Linked DNA regions of Mus musculus: regions 1, 3, 4, 5, 6 and 7 are each linked to region 2. The links are chromatin contacts, called in public HiChIP or PLAC-seq and promoter capture Hi-C maps. All regions are on one chromosome and are shown on one strand. The core of a region is the stretch at or near the end of the contact, and the rest is flanking DNA. Distances in the headings are between cores, read along the strand shown.

What was found. Promoter capture Hi-C pulls out the DNA fragments that hold promoters and counts their contacts. HiChIP or PLAC-seq counts read pairs in DNA pulled down with a chosen protein or histone mark.
Region 1: a promoter capture Hi-C map of embryonic stem cells shows a contact between it and region 2. The contact joins the promoter of Ccdc97 here to the promoter of Numbl in region 2. A contact is called at or near these places in 5 of 39 promoter capture datasets (the 3T3-L1 cell line, cranial neural crest, embryonic stem cells and 2 more), 5 of 115 datasets of contacts at active chromatin or transcription factors (astrocytes, fibro-adipogenic progenitors, large pre-B cells and 2 more) and 1 of 9 other capture datasets (embryonic stem cells).
Region 3: a promoter capture Hi-C map of embryonic stem cells shows a contact between it and region 2, with 3 times the contacts expected there. The contact joins the promoter of Bckdha here to the promoter of Numbl in region 2. A contact is called at or near these places in 2 of 39 promoter capture datasets (both in embryonic stem cells) and 4 of 115 datasets of contacts at active chromatin or transcription factors (embryonic stem cells and large pre-B cells).
Region 4: a contact with region 2 is called in a promoter capture Hi-C map of liver, with 4 times the contacts expected there. The contact joins the promoter of Cxcl17 here to the promoter of Numbl in region 2. A contact is called at or near these places in 3 of 39 promoter capture datasets (cranial neural crest, liver and maxillary cranial neural crest).
Region 5: a contact with region 2 is called in an H3K27ac HiChIP or PLAC-seq map of embryonic stem cells, with 5 times the contacts expected there. The contact joins the promoter of Hnrnpul1 here to the promoter of Numbl in region 2. A contact is called at or near these places in 8 of 39 promoter capture datasets (cranial neural crest, embryonic stem cells, frontonasal cranial neural crest and 3 more), 1 of 15 datasets of contacts at CTCF or cohesin (large pre-B cells), 1 of 484 Hi-C or Micro-C datasets (B cells), 20 of 115 datasets of contacts at active chromatin or transcription factors (acute myeloid leukemia, astrocytes, bone marrow-derived dendritic cells and 13 more) and 2 of 9 other capture datasets (embryonic stem cells and liver).
Region 6: a contact with region 2 is called in a promoter capture Hi-C map of stem cell-derived epiblast-like cells, with 4 times the contacts expected there. The contact joins the promoter of Tgfb1 here to the promoter of Numbl in region 2. A contact is called at or near these places in 6 of 39 promoter capture datasets (cranial neural crest, embryonic stem cells, hippocampal neurons and 3 more), 6 of 115 datasets of contacts at active chromatin or transcription factors (acute myeloid leukemia, astrocytes, embryonic forebrain and 3 more) and 1 of 9 other capture datasets (embryonic stem cells).
Region 7: a promoter capture Hi-C map of embryonic stem cells shows a contact between it and region 2. The contact joins the promoter of Dmac2 here to the promoter of Numbl in region 2. A contact is called at or near these places in 3 of 39 promoter capture datasets (embryonic stem cells and liver) and 1 of 115 datasets of contacts at active chromatin or transcription factors (kidney).

What each region holds. Positions count from the first base shown.
Region 1 is chr7:25,717,784-25,720,483 of GRCm38.p6, reverse strand. Ccdc97 (coiled-coil domain containing 97) reads left to right here and starts at 1,449. Exons shown (of 5, transcript NM_028771.3): 1 at 1,449-1,566. The coding sequence starts at 1,518.
Region 2 is chr7:27,257,384-27,260,083 of GRCm38.p6, reverse strand. It overlaps Numbl (numb-like), which reads right to left and starts at 1,323. Exons shown (of 10, transcript NM_010950.2): 1 at 1,123-1,323. The coding sequence starts at 1,146. Coq8b (coenzyme Q8B) reads right to left here. Exons shown (of 15, transcript NM_133770.2): 15 at 2,135-2,700. The coding sequence ends at 2,559.
Region 3 is chr7:25,657,509-25,660,208 of GRCm38.p6, reverse strand. Bckdha (branched chain ketoacid dehydrogenase E1, alpha polypeptide) reads left to right here and starts at 1,448. Exons shown (of 9, transcript NM_007533.5): 1 at 1,448-1,576. The coding sequence starts at 1,469. It overlaps Exosc5 (exosome component 5), which reads right to left and starts at 1,056. Exons shown (of 6, transcript NM_138586.3): 1 at 826-1,056. The coding sequence starts at 973.
Region 4 is chr7:25,411,507-25,414,206 of GRCm38.p6, reverse strand. It overlaps Cxcl17 (chemokine (C-X-C motif) ligand 17), which reads left to right and starts at 1,321. Exons shown (of 4, transcript NM_153576.2): 1 at 1,321-1,505. The coding sequence starts at 1,427. All of the region lies in intron 3 of 4732471J01Rik (RIKEN cDNA 4732471J01 gene), which reads right to left.
Region 5 is chr7:25,753,312-25,756,011 of GRCm38.p6, reverse strand. It overlaps Hnrnpul1 (heterogeneous nuclear ribonucleoprotein U-like 1), which reads left to right and starts at 1,253. Exons shown (of 15, transcript NM_144922.3): 1 at 1,253-1,671. The coding sequence starts at 1,377.
Region 6 is chr7:25,685,729-25,688,428 of GRCm38.p6, reverse strand. It overlaps Tgfb1 (transforming growth factor, beta 1), which reads right to left and starts at 1,427. Exons shown (of 7, transcript NM_011577.2): 1 at 206-1,427. The coding sequence starts at 560. B9d2 (B9 protein domain 2) reads right to left here. Exons shown (of 4, transcript NM_001362154.1): 4 at 1,867-2,448. The coding sequence ends at 2,135.
Region 7 is chr7:25,617,976-25,620,675 of GRCm38.p6, reverse strand. It overlaps Dmac2 (distal membrane arm assembly complex 2), which reads right to left and starts at 1,262. Exons shown (of 6, transcript NM_001290487.1): 1 at 1,216-1,262. The coding sequence starts at 1,233. Gm38969 (a long non-coding RNA gene) reads left to right here and starts at 1,015. Exons shown (of 2, transcript XR_881901.3): 1 at 1,015-1,241; 2 at 1,691-2,008.

The DNA.
Region 1 (2,700 bases), core at 200-2,699, 1.5 Mb after region 2:
AGGACCTAGGTGCAACATGGCTAGACACCAGGAGGGAGTAGATGCAAGGCTGAGGGGGGACCATGTCGGTGCCTAAAAGATACTTGTCACTGGGCTGTGGTGGCACGCTCCTTTAATCCCAGCACTTGGGAGGCAGAGGCAGGTGGATTTCTGAGTTCCAGGACAGCCAGGGCTATACAGAGAATCCCTGTCTGGGGGAGGGGGGAAGGGGAGGAGAGACACTTGTCAAGTTGCTCTAGGAGAAGGTAAGGAGGGGTCCTTGTCCCTAGCCTGGGAAATGCTGCTCTTGGCATATGTGTGTTGGGCAGCATCGCCCTCTGCTGGCCATTCCTGGTGATGCAGCTGGGTTTTTACCAGGCCATTCCCCAAATGTCGGGAATGCTTACCAAGTTCTAACTCTTCCAAACCTGTTTCAAGATTAATGCACCACCTTCCTCGTTGTGATCTCCAGTTCCTTTCCTTGGTTCCCTACCCCAAACCTTATGGGTTCCAAACACCTCATAGGGCTACGAAGCCCTTTATGATCTGACACTGACACGTGGCCTCCATTTTTTTTTTTGAGTCTGGGTTCTCTGGCTGCCCTGGAACTCGCTCTGTAGACCTGGCTGGCCTCGAACTCAGAAATCTGCCTGTCTCTGCCTCCCAAGTGCTAGGATTAAAGGTGTGCACCACCACTGCCCAGCTTCCAATAATCTTTTATTTTTTGCTTTCTTGAGAAAAACTTGCCATGTAACCCTGGCCGGCCTTATTCAAGACAAGATTTCGTCAAACCCTCAGTGATATCCCTGCCTCTGTCTCCTGAGTGCTGTATGCTCTGCATAGTAAACAGTTAACAGCACCCAGAAGTACCTTTGTCAGCAAAACTGCCTGAAGTACTTCCTAACTCCTGCCCATGCCTTTCAGGTCTCATCTGGGGGCTTTATCCCTGCCAGAAAGTCTCTGACCCTGCCTGTGGTGAGCAGGTCCTTCCCTTTTACACAGCGAATTCCTCATATCTGCAGGTTTCCTTCTTGTTTGGAAACACAAAGGTTCTCCCCCCAATTTAATCTCATGCCAGCCCTACAGGCTGGATGTGATGATAGAAGGAAGTCAAATCTACAGAGAGCACAAAGTTGGATGAGATGGTTCGGCGGTTAAAGATGCTTGCTGCCAACCTTGACTGAATTTTATCCACACTCCCATAAGTTGTCTTCTGACCGCATAAGTATTTTTAAGAGGACTCGAGGGTCTATGCGATAGGGCCAATACAACCACTCCAAATATTAACACACGAGGACCTCAAGTTAGAGTAGCGATCAAATGACACACGGTCCCCGCTGACTTTCCCATTTGATAGGTTTAAGATCCATCAGCGGGGCTACGCATGCGCATAAGAGAAGGCCCGCCTTTGACCCGGAACTTTGATGCTTGGGTGCCGCATAAAGACGCTTGCGTAACCGGAAGTACCTGCGGGTACCTAGGGTCCAGCCTGGCTTCCGGAGCCCGCTGTGGCGGTTACTGTGTTGAAGAGACCTGTTATGGAGGCGGTGGCAGCTGCAGAGGTGACGGAGAGGAAGCCGGATAATGGTGAGACGTTTGCCAGGCTCAGGTGACCGGAGGGTGCTCTTGCGGTGTGACCAGGAAATGGTTCCGGCAAGCGCTGAGGACTCTAGGAAGTCTGACCGCCGCTTACTGGCACTTTCAACACTTGGTCCACCTTGTGGGTCTGGTTATTCGGCCTTGTAGCAGGTTGACGTTTCCCTTCTTCTTTGAAATGAACCCCTTTCCATGTCCTAGGCTAACCCACTTTTTTTTTTACCATGCCAACGCTTCAAGCAAATAACAACTCTCCTGCAGATTCTTCCAGTCTCAGACCAACCTTTCTCAAGTTAACATCATTTCTGTGCCAACCTGAGTTTCTCCGTATCCCAAGCTAGCTCTCCTCTTGTCCCATGAAAGCTCACATCAAACCAACAGCCCCCATTGCATTCTAACCCTTCCTGACCCCAACGTCTGCCTCTTTAGGTCCTAAAGTTCTCATTCCGCCCCTTTAGGTCCTTTCTCCCTCGCACCTTCAATGCCTTTTACTTTGCTACTGACTTCCTACAAGTATTGGCTTGGGGGGGCGGGGGCGGGGGCTTTTGTTTTGTTTTGTTTTGGGGTTTTGTTCACAGCCTTTTATTATTGCCAAGGTCAGCCTCCAAATTGCTGTCCTCCAATCCCAGGTCCCAAGGTACTGAGTTTACAGCCCTGTGCCACCACGCCTGTCTTTAATGTTTCATAGTAGTCTGATGTGCGATGACAACTTGGAACTGGGAGTTACTGAAGCTGAATAGCAGATTATGAATGTAGAGGCAGAGGTGTGTTCTAGTGTGTGTTTCAATCTTTGATAATCTCCAATTGTGGTGATTTATATCTGTAACCCCAGCACTTGGGAGACTGAGGCAGGAGATTACCCTTAAGTTTGAAGACATCCTAAACTACATAGTGAGTTCCAGACTACAAAGTCAAACCCTGTACTATGAGGCCCTGCTTCAAAGTATATATATTAACATTTTCTGTAACAAAATTGTATGTATCTTTTAAACTTTCTGGTGCTGGGCCTCAAGCCTTACAAATGCCAATCACATTTGCTACCATGAAGCCATAAAAGAGAATCTGGGGCAAGATGTGGTGAAATGGGCCTATAGTCAGGAGCCTAGAAGGTTCAAAGCCAGGGAT
Region 2 (2,700 bases), core at 74-2,573:
AAAAAGTACAGGAGTCTGAACAGTGAACGGCTGCCATCACATCCACGGTCACACACACACACACACACACACACACACCAGACATCACCACATCCAACCACAAGCATGCAGGCAGACAACGCAGGATACCTCATCCTTGCCAGCTGTAATGCAAGCACACACACAGCTACAGTCACACAAACACCAGATCACACTTCTAGCCACATCCCCAACCCTTACACACACACACACACACACACACACACACACAACCACACAAAGCCGCTGGTCACCACAGAGGCTACAGACAGGTTTCCACCCGTCTCTGGGGAGCCGCCCCCAGCCCAGGCTGAATCCTGGAGCCTGGGGGGCAAGGGAAAGCTGAGCATTGTCTCCGGGTGGGGCCTCTCTTAGACGCTGAGCAGCCCTAGGGACAAAAGGGGTGGCCTAGGAGACCAATGTCTTGAGACCCCTGACTAAGCATGGGGTGGAGGTGGGGTAGGGGAATGCCTGAAATTCTCCTTATTTTATTCACGCTGGGGTGGAGTTTCAGACACAGAGACCTTGTTCTGAGAAGGGGATTTGCCTGGGACACCGCCCAAGGGCTTGGGGGGACAGGCTGGATCCAGGACCCCAGGGAGTAGACAGTACTTGGAAACCGCCCCCCCATCCCCCAGAGCCTTAGCCTTGGCAGCTCTATCCAGGGACTTCATCTTCAAGACATCGCCCAGGGGGCTGTTGTGCTCAAAGAAACCCTCTAGCAGGGAAGAGTACTGATTTTGTCTGGAATCGGCTCAGTTAAGGCCTCAGCTTGATAAAGGGGACCGTATCCGGACCCTGAACGCCAAACCTTGCCCAGGGAGTTTTACCTAGAATTTATGTAGCCCTGTCCATGATTTGGGGGGAATCTGTATTCCAGGATCCCTATTTTCAGGGCCTTCGCAGAGATGGCCTGTGCTGGACCAGACCCCAGTCTGGCAGGTTTGGGATTGCCAGGAACCTGTTCCCGGACCCCCACCCAGGACCACCCTTTCCAGCCTTGGCATCTTCTCTCCATCCGGGCGCTGCTGCCGCCTCCCACCCTTCGCCACATCAGCAGCGGCGCCGCCCCCGGCCCGAGCCCCCCGAGCCCGCCCTTCTCACGCTGGCCGCCGCGCTGCGGGACATCCAGGGCCCGGGCGCCCCCGCCTCCCGCGGCCCCGGTTGGGCCCGGCTTCCCGAGTGCTGCTGCTGCTGTGGTGGCGGCGGCTCGGTCTGACGCGGGCCCGGCCCGGGGCCGGCGGCTGGTGCGGGATGCAAGCGCGCGAGCCAGCTCGGCTCCCGGGAGGATTCCGTTCCGGGGGCGGGGGAGCATCCCTCCCTCGGCGCCCCGCCCCGACCCCGCCCATTGGCCCGCCGCCTGCTGTATATGCAAAAGATAACCCCGCCCTCCCGCAGACCACGCCCCCACATAAACACTACCGGGTCTCCTCCCAAGCAAAGGCCGGCCCGCCCCGCCCCTTGGTCTGGCCTTGCGGGAACCTGCACGCATCCCTAGAGGAGTGCCTCTCAGGTTGAGGCGCAGGTTCTATTTGCTTCCATAACCCCTGACCTCAGATCCCCTATGGTTCTGCTTCTGAAGAATTGCTTTGGGAGGCGCCTCGTCCTCAAATCTTGCTTAACCCCACGGTTCTCCCAGCCCGGCGGGGGCGGGCAGAAGCGGTGACGAGGCACTTTTTGCAGGCGAGGGGAGGGGAGAGGAGGGGAAGGAAAAGAAACAGACCCTGGAGTCCTGGAGGGAGATCACTCTGGCTTGCGAGAAGTGGGCATTGGGTTAGACCAGGTCCTAGTTCTGGACTCAGCTGCACCCCTACCCCTGTCCTGTAGGTTTGGCAGAGCAGCTGTTAGGGGCATTAGGGCCCATTAGCAAAGGCGAGGTTGTCAGGAACAGGAGGGAGCCTGAAGCTGGGGGGTGGGGGGGGGGGCGAGTATGTGATAGAAGGGTACTTCTCAGCTGCCACAGCCCTTGGAGCAGGTGGTCAGCACGTGGGGGGGGGGGCGGAGGAGGTTCCCTGCAACAGATGGCCCTAGACAAGGGGGTGGGGTGGGGGGTCTGGCCATCTGCACCTGGAGCTGCCTGTGAGCTCCTCCCCCTTAGCACAGAGAGAAAAGAACTGGGGGCAGGGAAAGGGTGCCTTTATTCGGAGGAAAGGATCAGCACCCACCCCCACCCTCCAATACACAGGCTGGAACCCGGGAAGAAGGCAGCTGGTAGAGGAGCAAGGGAGGCAAAGGTGAGGACCGCCCCCAACAGCCACCATCTCCCCTGCAGATCCTGGAAGACCTGGGGCCGAGGGGCGTCTCCTTCACATGAGAGTGGACCCAAGGCTCACTTAGATGGTGGCAGGATTCTGCTGGCTCCTAGCCTCAGAATTCAAGGTTGCTCACTTAGGATCAGGGAGCTAACTCCAGGGGCCCAAAGATCCAAGGCAAGAAACTAGGTTCTGGAGACCAAGAAAGAGGAGGAGGGGACTGCCTGCTGTGGAGCTGGTATCCCTGGATGGAATCTGTCATGGTGGGGTCGGCAGGGAGGTCCCTAGTCAGGAGGCTGCTGGCAGCGGCAGTGTCTGGCGACTGGCCCAGTAGCGGTGGTAGGTATCTTGGAAGAGGTCCCGGCAGGCGATGTGGGCGTGGAGACGGGCACAGGCTAAGAAAGCCCCAGCTAGCTTGCGGTGTAGAGCA
Region 3 (2,700 bases), core at 199-2,698, 1.6 Mb after region 2:
CTTCTCAGCCCAGGATGGGAAGATCACATTTAATTTGAAGAGCACTTACTTAGATGTATCATCTGCCACAGTAATTATATTTAAACCAGTGGTGGTGATGTGTCTGTCTCAAAGGGTATTTATGCAAATAAACACCTTAGCCTCAACCGGTGATGTATGGATCTAGAAGTGTTTTTTAAGAAATCTAGTCAAAGCCAGGCGTGGTGGCGCACGCCTTTAATCCCAGCACTCGGGAGGCAGAAGCAGGCGGATTTCTGAGTTCAAGGCCAGCCTGGTCTACAAAGTGAGTTCAACAACAAAGTGAAAACAACAACAACAACAACAACAACAAAAACCCAAGAAATCTAGTCAAGGGGAGCTGGAGAGATGGCTCAGTGGTTATGAGCACTGACTGCTCTTCCAAAGGTCCTGAGTTGAATTCCCAGCAACCACATGGTGGCTCACAGCCATCTGTAACGGGATCTGATGCCCTCTTCTGGTGTGTCTGAAGACAGCTACAGTGCTCTTATATAAATAAAATAAGTCTTGAAAGAAAGATAAAAGAAAGAAAGAAATCTAGAGAAGGGTAATATCTGCCTTGGTGAAATACCTATTCTGGGATAGTCACTCTTATGAGAGTGGTCTTGCTCTCGATCTCCTCTGAGAGGGATTTACCAGGCTGGCCAACTCATTTCTTCTCGAGACGGGAGGTGGGTATACTCAACATCTAGAAATAAGTTCAAGGAGGCGGGCGTACTTGGTTACATACTACACAGTAACCGCTCTTCAAAAACCCTTCTTCGGTGAGGATGGCGCGCGCTGAGTTAAACTTGGTGAGGCTCGTACCTTGAAGAAAAGAAGCAGATCCATCCGGCCGGGACAGCAGGTTTTGCTCACAAGCAAAGTGCCGGAGACTGCAGACTGGACTTCGGGGGCTGGACTCTGTTCCGGTGTCAGTGAGTAAATTGGCGTCTGCACGCTTTGCGCCCTCCATAGCCGCTGACCACGCGCGCTGCGGCTCCCACCGTAGCTTCCGCTTAGCGGCGCGCGCAGTTCTACCGGCCGCGTACCTATTGCGCATGCGCCCGTCTAGGGCACGCCCGAGTTGGCCCTAGCACGTGGCTCAGCGTTTACTAACAATCTGGTCCCGCCCACCTCCACCTCCCAATTCTGGCATAGCCATTGGACAACAGGGAACAGGGGGAGGGACTTGGAGAGGGCCCATTTTGCTCAGGGCTCCGGGTCCTGAACCCTGAAGGTTCAAGTTAAGTTGTCCTTTTAGTTGCCTGAATTAGGAGCAACTAGAAGCAGACGACCGGAGCAATTTTAGAGACTAAAAATTGCCACCTTACTCATTTATGCGTCTTTGTCGCAAGGTGGTTAGAAGCAGATAGCGTGTTGGCCTAGCGGTGCTGCTATTTGAATAAGGCATCTGGTGGGACAGCCGTATGTCTATCCTGTGAGAAAGGAGGAGTGGTTATTAGCCAAGATGGCGATAGTGATGTCTGCGGCCAAGATCTGGAGGCCGAGCCGTGGCCTGCGCCAGGCTGCTCTTCTCCTGTTGGGACGATCTGGGGTTCGGGGCTTGGCTAGATCTGTGAGTATCTGAGCCCCACGGGGTCTTTCTTAGGGAGAAATAGAGACGTAAAAGTTATTCTTACATTGTGTGAGACACCGCGGGCTGTGAAGGAAAGAAAGAAAAGGTCCGAGAAACTTCTTGAAGAGAAATTCAAGGGAAGAATCCCTTTAGAGGAAAAGCAAGGCAGCTACTTGTGGGCCTCGATAGAAGGAGACGAGACGGGGGTTGAAAGGACAGATCAGGTTTTCATAGGGTCCTACATTGCTTAAATTCCAACTGTAAAGGGAGTTGAGCAAGAAACTGGTTTGATTCCTATGCCACCTGATCAAAAGGCAAGGCAAGGGACTTTGCCATGACTGTCCTTTACACAAGATGATTATGAAGGGAGACAAAGAGAGCTACAAGTTCAAACAGGACCCTTTGCCCACGTTATTTTTTTGAGACAGGATCTCACCCACGAGTCCGGAATGGCCTTTAGCTCACCCAGATGCTTAGACAGGCATCGAACTGGAGATAGTCCTGTCCCAGCCTCCCAAGTACTGGCATTACAGATGTAAGCTACGGTGCTTGGCTGCCCACTTTTCTTGAAAACACTGGAGAAAACTCGGAATTCCCTTTTGATCCATTGTTGATAAGGGCAGGATAACACTTCCAAAATCTGTTGCGGTCTGGCAATGTACCACCACAGTGTAGAATGCTTGCCTAGCACGCGCCACGTCCAGAGTTTGGCTCCTAGCCCTGTGTGTTTGTTTATCTGGATATGGCGACACATGTCTGTAATTTCAGCGCTTGGGAAGTAGGAGAGGAGGCATTTGAGGCCAGGTTGAGTTACGTGAGACCCTATCTCAAAAAAAAAAAAAAAAGATTTTTAAAAATGGTTTACTTATTTTTATTTCACGTGCATTGTTGTTTGGTCTGCATGAAGATGTTGGATTCTGTAGAACTTGAGTTGCGTACATACAGACAGTTTTGGACTGCCATATGGGTCCTGGGAATTGAACCCAATTCCTCTGGAAGAGCAGCCAGTGCTCTTAGTCACTGAGCCATCTCCCTGCACCCCCCAAAAGATTCTTTTTAAAAAGAATAGGACCTGGTGTGGTGATGTATGCTTTTGATTCCAGCACTTAGGCAAACAGATCTCT
Region 4 (2,700 bases), core at 72-2,571, 1.8 Mb after region 2:
CCTCTAAGAGTGCAAGTTTCAGAAATAAACGCTCCCCTCCCTCGTGAGCTGGCTGGCACAATCGTCTTTAATGTTGACTGTGGGCATTATCAGCTTTCTCCTTTTGCCTTGAACCAAGAACTCCACCAACCTGGACCAACACAGTTCAAGAATCCCTTTTTGCCTATAGTTCATATATTCCTGGACCTGAAGCTCTGGTGATCTTACACACACATACACACACACACACACACACACACACACACACACACACACCGTGTCCTGTAAATTGGAGCAACTAAACCATAGCCAACTTCCTGATGAACAAGAGGAGGCTTTGTTTTCCCCACTGCTCCAGGAAAGAGTTTGGAGGCAAAGATAACTGACTCTGATTTTATTTGTGCATTGTTGCTGGTTTGTTTTTATTTGCTATTTATGGTGCTGAGAATCAAACCTGGAGCCTTGTGCATGCTAGTCAAGCATCTTATCTCTAAGCTACATCCCTAGCCCTTCGTTCTTCATTACAGTTATTTAAGGATGAGGGGAGTGTGCATGCACCAAATGACTATAGCAGTCAAAGGACAATGCACTGATTTCTCTACTTCCTGTGAACAGTGGGGATTGAAGTTAGATCATCAGCTCACTCGCCAGGCAGCCACTAGCCCTTCATTTTTGTTTTTCTTTCTTTGTTAAGAGAGAGAGAGAGAGAATTGAAGAGGAGAGGAAAGGAAGGGAGGGGAGGGGAGGGGAGGGGAGGGGAGGGGAGGGGAGGGGAGGGGAGGGGAGGGGAGGGGAGGGGAGGGGAGGGGAAACTCAAAGCCCTCTTCAGCCTCCAGTGCTGGCACACACCAGCACACCCAAAGTGAACGTCTTCTTAACTGAACTCTGCTTCCCTTGTGAGTGGCTAGGGAACTGGATGAATCTGTCAACAGTGCGAGGACAGGACAACTGTCCAGGCAGTAGCACTTCCATCTACTGTGCTGGCAATCACAAATGGGTGGAGAGAGGAAGCGCAGCTGTCAGCCTCTCTTTGTCAGCCTGCAGTGCCTCGGTTTTGCTCTAAACAGCCAAAAGGTACACGGAAATTCAAGTGAGAAAAAAGCTTAGAGAATGAAACCCCCCACAGTGGGGGAGGAGTCAAGCATACATACACACACACACACACACACACACACACACACACACATGCCAAGGTGTCAGTCATTTGTTCCTTTCTCTGGAGTGTGGTTTCTTTTGTTTGGCCAGTTTTACCTCCCACATTCCCGTAAAGACCTGGTCCAATCTGGTACTAAACTGACCAGCACCGCCTTCCTGCTCTTGATTTCCCAAGGGTGTTCTTGTGTAGGATTAAATTGTAGACACTACTCCACCTGAGCAGTTACAAGAAATCAGAAGCCTCTAACTGGTGACAATCCACACAGCCTTTAAGAACCAACAGACAGCCACAATGAAGCTTCTAGCCTCTCCCTTCCTTCTGTTGCTTCCAGTGATGCTCATGTCCATGGTCTTCAGCAGCCCGAACCCAGGTAAATACAATGAAATGATATTCTCTCTTCTCCTTCTCTCCCTCCCTTCCTCTTTATTTTGTCCGTCCTCCTCCCTTCTATTTTTCTCTCCCTTGAGACAGGCTCTTGATATGTAGTCAGGCTGACCGAAAACTTGGACTCTTCCGACCACAGTATCCTGGGTCCCAGTATTATAGGTGTGCCACCATGCCTGGCTCAAGATTAATTTCTACTTCACCAGAACCATGTGCACACCAAAGATTAATTTGATTTTGTGGGGAAGAAATGGGGTAGAAAACATGGCAAACCCAACAACAAGTGCATTAAAATACTCTTTTAGCAACAAGTTGGGGTAATTAAGTTAGTCTTTCTCAGTACCAGAATCCTCATTAGCAAAAAGAAAGGACCCTCTTTATCCCAAAGGACTCTGTAAACTTTAAGGCACATTCCCAACATGTCTGCAACTGTAGCTGGCAGCATACACACAAGTGTACACACAGCCCAGCCAAGATCCACTTCCCAGACCTTCCCAACCTCTCCTGGAAAAGTCACAGATTTTCTCAGGGCTCAACTGGGGGTGGGAGGCTTGTGGTGGAAGGCAAAGAAATGAGGAGTCCTATAACTTTAGAGTATGCCAAGTAAGCTCGTGATGATACAAACCAGGTCAGTCCTATTAGCAGGCAGTAGTCATGCAGACATTTTAGTCATCCCGGGCTTGGTTGAATGGTCTGTCCCTTTTGAAGCAGACTCGGTAGAGGTTCTGAATCTGTTCTAGTCTTCACCACAGCCAGTGTTTCCCAGCTCTTCACAGAGCCACCACACAGAAGCAAGATCATCTCTATCCATGTACCTTTCTCCTGTGGGTGAGGTACTCTGTGGCATACTCAGCATCATGTGATCCTAAATCCAGGATCACCTGCCTCTGGCAATGTCCAACTTCTTTCCTTTGTAGGGAAAGTTCTCTGAGTTCTTCAGTCCTGGGGCCCATAGTGGCCACTCTGGAAGGGAAGGCTTCTCTATCACTATATGGGCACCAGGGCTAGAGTCCTCCCCATGAACTCAAAGCTCTAGTCACAACACACCTTTCCAGTCCACTTTCTTTCATTCACAAAGATGCACTTATGCTCCAACCATACTAGGCTGCTGATCCCCAACAGGTCCTGTGTTTTCAAACCAGCTCAACTTTACTCACACATCTAATTCAAAGGCTAACACC
Region 5 (2,700 bases), core at 4-2,503, 1.5 Mb after region 2:
TGATGCTTTTGGCCTGTCACGCCTATTCATTTATTGTGGGATGTTTGCGTGTGTCTAATAGAGAGTGTTTGTGGCTTTTGTTGGGAGTTAAGGCTATAGATGTCGGTGCACATTTGCGTTGTGCGTCTCGGTGTTATTTCACTAAGTTTTTGTCTTCTGAGCAAAGGGCGACAGGTGTATGGATTAACACAACCTGTCGTAATTACGGATTCTCGTGTGCGAATTGGTCAGAGTAGACACAGCAAGATTGAGGTTGAGCAACAACGGTTTAATGGATTCGAGATGGAAAGCCGCGAACTTCTGCAGCTATGCCCAGAGCGGGAAGGCTCTATGGTTGCGTGCAGAGTGGCTTGTCTAGCAACCATAGAGAAAGCGCCCTGGGAGGTTGTGCATCAAAGGGAGGGGTGCGATTTACCACACAACTTTTCTCCCGTTGTTAGCCTAGCCCCTGCTTTCAACCCTTCAGCGCTCTCCAGGACCAATTTTGTTGTTGTTGTTTCTCATAAAGGCAACTGGGTTTCTAACAAACGATGAGTAACAGATCCACTTGATTTTCATTCCGTATTATACCCTGCTGTACGGAGAACTTTGAGAGGCAAGCCTCTCAAGAATGGCCAATCTAGTTCGCTTTTTCTAAAGCGCTCAAGCTCTGGCAGTGGTGAAATATAACAGTAACTGCGATTGGCGAACAGGTTGTTTTGAAACCGCCCTAACGGCAAGGGGCGGGGCCTCGGTGAATTAATCTCCTTCCGGTTCCCGAAAGGCAACAGGAAAGACGAGGGTTGGCCGGCCTCTTCCCGCCGCATTTGATTGGTTGTGGTGGTTTTACCCGCTTGGCCTCCGCGAGGGGGCGTGAGATGAAGACCAGTTAGAATGTGTTTTACAGAGAGTCTGAGGGAAGCACGGCGCGGAGAGACTGGGCGGTTGTTCTGAGATCTGGCTGCTAATGGCTCCAAGTCGTTACTCCCTTTCCTTCATTTGACTGTACCGCAGCGGGCGCGCGAGCGCTACCCAATCAGCGCTTGCTCCGCCTCTCGCCTTTTCCCGCCCTCCACTCTGGCCGCGACTTCAACGTAGGCTAACGCTTCCTCTTAGGCAGCTCCTGAGCCCTCTAGTACCGTTCTTTTGAAAGCCACACTGTGATTGGCTTGGTTCCCGGGCCCGCGCCCGTTGCCCCATGCGCTGACCAATTGAGACTCGTTTTACATCGTACGGTCCGGGCAAGGGGGAGGAGGCGGCGGCGGCCATCTTGAGCCGCCGCCGCCATTGGAGTGGCCCCCCCTTTTCCCCCTTCGCCTCCTGACAGGCAAGGTTTAGGGGGGACAGAGCCCTGGGAGGCCGGGCCAGGCTCGGGGGCCGCCCCGGGGGCCCGGGCCATGGATGTGCGTCGCCTGAAGGTGAACGAACTTCGCGAGGAGCTGCAGCGCCGCGGCCTGGACACTCGCGGCCTGAAGGCCGAGCTTGCTGAGCGGCTGCTGGCGGCGCTAGAGGCCGAGGAGCCCGAAGACGAACGGGAGCTCGAGGCTGACGACGATCCGGGGTTACCTGGGCACAACAACGAGGAGGTCGAGACCGAGGGGGGCTCCGAGCTGGAGGGGACCGCGCAGCCACCGCCGCCCGGGCTGCAGCCGCACCCGGAGCCCGGCGGCTACTCGGGGCCGGACGGACATTGTGAGAGTGCGCGGGGCGGGGGACCGGGGAGCCTGGAGTCCGGGCCGAGGACGGGCTGTGGGACGCGGGAGCTCGACTCCACAGAGATCCAGGAGATGGTCTGAGGAGCCAGGGATCCTGCCACCTGCCGTTGTAAAGGATCTGCGGCCAGGGCCTCGGGGCAGCCTGAGGGCGGATCCTGGCCTTCGGTGCAAGGAAAACCGTGTGGAGGGGGATGGATTTTATTTTAAGGCGACCAGGGTCCTAGCGGGCGGGCGGGGAGGATTTTATATCCTGGGATTCGGAGACTGGAAACTGCTTTGGGGTTCTGTTTTGTGGCTTTGAGTTGGAAAAAGTCGGAAGAACTAGACGTTTTAGGGAAAGGGGTGTCGGGGGGCGGCGTCTTGGAAAATGAGAGATTCTAGCCGAGCGGTGAGCTGACAGCTTGGGGTAGCCATGCTAGTCCACCGTTTGGGCTGAGTCTCAAAAGCTGGATTTTCAGGTAGCGGAAGAATGGCCTAGGGTGCAGGTCAGGGAGAATTTTAAGGGTAGAAGATCTTTGATTTTCTTCACGGATGGGATAAGATCTGCTTAGTGCTGGGGGTGGACTGGCACTTTGGACCTACGGGTGTCCAAGGCTGGGAAGAGTCTCCCAAAACATGGACTGAACTCTCCAGTGTGTGCCAGGTGGCCTTTTAGGAGGTAATGAAAGACCAGCAGATTTGGAAACCCCTATCCCCAACTCCTACATTTCCTCGAGGTTACAGGGTCAACCTTGAGGGCAGGTACAACTTGTATGTTTGGTACTGGGAGGTCTAGGCTATCTAGTTGGCTTCCAGAGGAGATTTGGGATCTAAATGGTGACAAGAAAGGACAGAATCTTCTCATGGACAAAGAAACTAGAGGGCCTAGAATTGGAAGGACTCAGGTTAGTACTCTGTGGTTTCTGCTGAGTGGCCTTGCATTCTTAACTATGGGTAGTTTTTGAAACAGGAGTTGTGGGGAATGAGTTGGTAACTCTGGTGGGACCCTTGTGTGTGCCAGGGATCA
Region 6 (2,700 bases), core at 178-2,677, 1.6 Mb after region 2:
TTGGCAGGCTGTCTATTCCTCTCAAAGACACCTGGGGTACGGGAAAGTGCCAGCCTCTTTGGGACACCCACACAGTTGTCCCGGTGCCCCCAGGGCTCCCCTTCCTCCAGCCAGTTTCCTCTGAGGGTAATTTCCTCCCGGTGACCCCTGCACTCCGGCGCCCCCTGGGGGCTCCCTCCTGGCTCCCCGGCCCCTCGGAGCTCACCGTTGTTGCGGTCCACCATTAGCACGCGGGTGACCTCTTTAGCATAGTAGTCCGCTTCGGGCTCCGGCTCTGGGTCGGCGCTCTCGCCTGCCACCCGGTCGCGGGTGCTGTTGTACAAAGCGAGCACCGCCTCGGGCAGCGGGCCGGGCGGTACCTCCCCCTGGCTTGGGGGACTGGCGAGCCTTAGTTTGGACAGGATCTGGCCACGGATGGCTTCGATGCGCTTCCGTTTCACCAGCTCCATGTCGATGGTCTTGCAGGTGGAGAGTCCCGCGGCTGGCCTCCCGGGCGTCAGCACTAGAAGCCACGGGAGTGGGAGCAGAAGCGGCAGTAGCCGCAGCCCCGAGGGCGGCATGGGGGAGGCGGCGCCCCACGGCACTTCGGAGAGCGGGAACCCTCGGCAAAGGTGGGATGCGGAGGCCCCGCCCCTGCAGGGCTTGTGGGGTGGGGTCTCCCAAGGAAAGGTAGGTGATAGTCCTGAATAATTTGAGGTTGAGGGAGAAAGCAGCAGGAGTCGCGGTGAGGCTCTGACACCAAGGTGTCTCAGTATACCACCAGGGTAAAAATCGAGATGAGCGCTCTCTGAGATCCAAAAGTGGGTGTTCTTAAATAGGGGAGCTACTGCCAGCAGGTCCGAGGGAGATCTGCCTCTCGGGGGAGAGAGGGTCCTGGGATGCGAGGGACTCAAGAGGCAGGCTGGGGGGAGGGCGGCGTGCAAGGGGTGCGCCCCAGCTTTGGGGTGAAGTCTTCGCGGGAGGCGGGGTTTGTGGCTCCCGAGGGCTGGTCCGGAATAGGGGCGTCTGAGGAACGCCGGGTAGCGATCGAGTGTCCACGACGGTGAGCAGGGCTGTCTGGAGTCCTCAGGTCCTGCCTCCTTGCGAGACAGCGCAGTGCCAAGAAGTCCCCACGTCTCTGACTTGCAGTAGCAGCGGAAAAGTCTCAAAACTTTTTTCCTCTTCTCTCAACCAGCTCGTCCCTCCTCCCACTCCTCCTCCCCCTCCTCCCTGCGGCGGCGGCTGGTCTCAGACTCTGGGGCCTCGGACGGCTCCTCGGCTGCTCCTTTGCCGGCTCCCAGCGGAGGCCGACTCCGAGTGCGGCTCAGAGCCGGGGGTGCCCCGAAGGGGCGTCCCCCCTGCCCCGGCCGGGGGCCTGGCTGTCTGGAGGATCCGCGGCGGGAGGAGGAGGGGGACGGCCTGGGGCGCGAAGGGCGGCGGCGGCGGCGGGACCGGCTGGGGCGGCGGGGGTTTTGAAGCCGCCCCGGCCCCACCCAGGAAGCGCGCGCGGGGCGGGGGCAGCCCCAGGGGGAGGGCATGGGGGGGCACTGTCTTCATCTTAGCGTGGGCGGGCTCCAAGGGGGGTCCCTTCAGCCCTGCGGGGAGGGGGCGGGCACCCCGGCCTCGCCCCACCTCCAGGGTGCTGCCTCCTGGCGGCGGAGCACTACTAAAGCCGGTGACCAACCAAAGCGCCCCGGTGGATTTGGGAGTTGTTGAAGGGTCAAAGGAAAAATTGGGACTTCGTGAGAAAACAGAGTCCTGTATTAGAAGTGGGGACCTAGGCGGTGGAGAGCGAAAGGCAGGGGCAGACTTTGCGGATGAGAGTGTCAAGGAGAGTGAAATAAGGAGACCGACGTCTGAGAGCTTTAGCGGATACAAGGAGGCACCTTACCCATGAGAAATACACGCTTTTATTAAGTGCCCCCGACAGTCCAAACAGTGGGCCCTGCTCATGTCCCTCCAACCCACAGCCCTTTCTACCCCGTAGTTCAGTGGAGCATGGGCCACAGGGGAGTTCCTGGCCTTGCAGTCCATGGCATAGGGGCCATGACTTGGGGGTGATCAGGACTGACAGTCTCCAGAGTCCACGTGCCTGCTTCACTGCTGTGCCATTATGTGCTCAGTGGATGATGGCGATTAGTAGCAATGAAGTCCCTCAACACTCCACTCCATAGCGATCGAAGTGGCGCAGCAGCAGGCCGATACCAAGGTGCACTGTGCCACCCGCGGCCGTGTGCAGGCGGTAGCGGTCAGCCCCGCTGTAGATGGTATCTGCGTGCAGCAGCTGTGGCCCACCACCCACGAAAGCCCGTGCTAGCTGCTCCCTCCAACTGCCCAGGGGCCTCCATGTAGGGCAGTCCAGCTGATGAGTGCCTGGGCTGCTAGGCACATGGCAAAAGCCATAGCCAGCAAGCTGGCAGCGGCCAAAGCTGTCCTGGGACCACACCTGGAGATGGAGTCGAGGCCAACCTGCGGGAGGAGAGGCGTTAGAGAAAAGGACAAAGGGGCAGAACCCTGCTCCCGGGTTCCCAGCATTGAAACCACTGGAGACCTCGCACAGTACTTTTACCTTGGATTATTGCCTGAATTTCCTCTCTGGGTTCTCATCTCCCACTCACTCCACATAGTAGTCACAGGAATCTAGAGCAATCCACATTACCCTCTTGCTCAAAACCCTCCCATGACTCCCCTGGGCCACAGAACAAAGTCCAACCTCTCAAG
Region 7 (2,700 bases), core at 13-2,512, 1.6 Mb after region 2:
TCAATCCTTAACCTTTGGGATTCAAAACATTTCTCCAAAGTCTTCCATTTAACCAACCATAAATTCATTCTTGAATGCAGCCAGTCTTGGTTTTCTCAGGTTCTTCTAATTTCCCACCAAGTCCTTATTTTTTTTTCCCAAACTACCATTATACTTTCATTTCTCACCAGTTCACTCCTGGGGGTTGGGGTGGTGGTGGTGGAATACGTACGTGCATAGTGTGCATTCAAATGTGTAGGTGTCCTTGCACGAATGTGCCCATGTATGGAGGCCAGCTGTCTTCCTCAATTGCCCCTGGCTTTATAGATCAAGGCAGGGTCTCTCACTTGTACCTGCAGCACCCCAACTCAGGTAGCCCAGCCAGTGGGTTTGCTTGAGGAATCAACTGTCTTTACCTCCAGAGTGCTGGGATTCCAGGTGAGCAGACATGCCCCGCTTCTACCAACTCTGGCCTTCATGCCTCAAGCACATGTGCTTCAATAATGAACCATTTCCCCAGCCCAAATTTTACCCAGTTCTCCCTAGGATTTTGCCAAATGGCTGATTTCTTTGCCATCCTGTCCACGTAACCTTCACCTTTACAGGTAGCGCTGGAAATGGAACCCACGGCAATGAGTACCAACAAAATACTCTACTACTAAATACATTCTCCAGGTTAACGAAGCTCTAGGAATCCCCCTCAGGTTCTTCCTCGGACCTCCAAATTAACTTCCTGGCTCCCGCCTGCACACCCTGTTCTTTGATTTTTGTTTGTTTCCTATTAAGGTTTAGTTATTTATTTACAGGCAGGATTTTACGTTGCCCTGCCTGCCCTCCAACTTGATACACAAAAGGATAACCTTGAACTCCTGATCCTGCTGCCTCCACCTCCCAAATACTGGGATTACAAGATCCTTAAATTCCCCCCAGGAATTTCGCGCAAAAGCATCATTAGTTCTACATCACCTCCAAACCCTTATCCCGTCCTTTCCCCCCAGGAAGAGCTGTCCTACTCCGCTGATTGGCTAAGCCACCCTCATCCCATTGGTTTCTCTATCAAGCGACTCGAGACTCTCTGTGGCCCTCGGCAGCCCCAGACGGCGTCTCCCGAGCGAGGTCCGGCAGGAGACGCTCTGTTTCCGCAGACTTTTGTTTCCCAGGAGGCTGAGAGAGGTCTCGAGAACCGAGCTACAAAGTGAACCATAGTTCCGGGACGCGGACGCTGCGGTCACCTACCGCTCTGGGCGCCGCCATCTTGCCAGGTAACGTAAACAGAAGAGGCAGGACGTTCCCTCCTAACACGTGGTTCAGACACCAAGGGCCACGCGTGTGGCCACGCCCCCTTCTGTTTTAGCCCGCCTTTTAAAGGCGCGCGTGCGGAGGAGACGGTCTTTCCTGTAAAGGATCTACTCCTCCCACTCCACCCCACCCCCGAGTGCGGTCGCAATTCTCTTGCGTTCATTGGTTTTTCAGTTTACACCCGATATCTCTACAGCAGAATCAGTACGACTGATTATGATTTTTTATTTATTGTTATTGTGCGTATACACGCGTGACATTCCGCGGCGCAGGTGTAGAGATGAGCCGAGTCTGGGTCCAGGAAGCGAACTGAGATCCACTGGCTTGCACAGCAAGCACCTTTACCCACGGAGCTACTTTGCTACCCTATTATTAGGTTTTTAAATTTTATTTTCTCTGTGTGTGCATGTAGCTCTACACCACGTGTGTTCAATGCCTTGGAGACCAGACGAGGACGCTGGATCCCTGGAATTGGAGTTGGCAGCCCCCGTGTGTGTGTGCTGAGAATTGAACCCAGATCTTCTGAAGGAGTAGTCAGTGCTCTTAACTGCCACTGAGACGTCTCTCCTCAGCGATGAGGTAGAGGCAGATTAGACTTGAGTATAAGAGACTATCTTTAGTTTGGAGTTCACATCTATACTTATTAAGAGAGTTATTACTTTTACATAAAGTCTCTCATGTATGGTATATTTGCCATGAACTTTTTTCAATTAAAAGCGTATATTTATCATTAATGTGTGTATGTGTTTTATGTATATGAGTGCAGGCACACTTGTGCTGTGGACAGAAGTTTATGAGGTGCTGGGGACTAAACCTCAGACCTCCTTCATGCTAGGCTAGCTCTTTACCAACTGAGCCACATCCACAGCCCTCAGTGTGAACTCTTGGTGGATTCTCTTCATTCATTCATTCATTCATGTTTGCTGAGCACTCGCAGTGGGTGCTGGGGTCGCACTAACAGCCCTTTTCTTAGGTAGTCATCATTCTAGGTAGAAAGACAATAGGTAAGAAATGAACACAAAATTAAAACTAGTGTTTGATAAAAAAAAGTAGGTAAAAACGGGCAATATATTAGGGTGTGGCGGGGTATAGGGCAGCAGTGAAGGTCTGTAGAGCAGGTGCATTTAACTGCAATGAGTGACAGGAGAGTCACCTACCCCAAGGCTTGGATAAAGGTGTTCAGGCAGAGGTAACAGCCTGTACAAAAAGCCTGAGGTCTTTGTCAGCTTGCAGAGAGGTGGAGACTTGACCAGAGTTGGGCAGTAGTGCTGGCTGCCTGGCTGCCCAGCAGGGGTTCATTCTAGTCACAGAGGGAGAGAGGACTTTCAGAGTCTGATTGACTTGTTGCAAATGTAACATGTTACATGAAGGATGATTCTGAGAGGACAGAGGTGGCCTTGAGACCAGCAAAGCGACTACTGC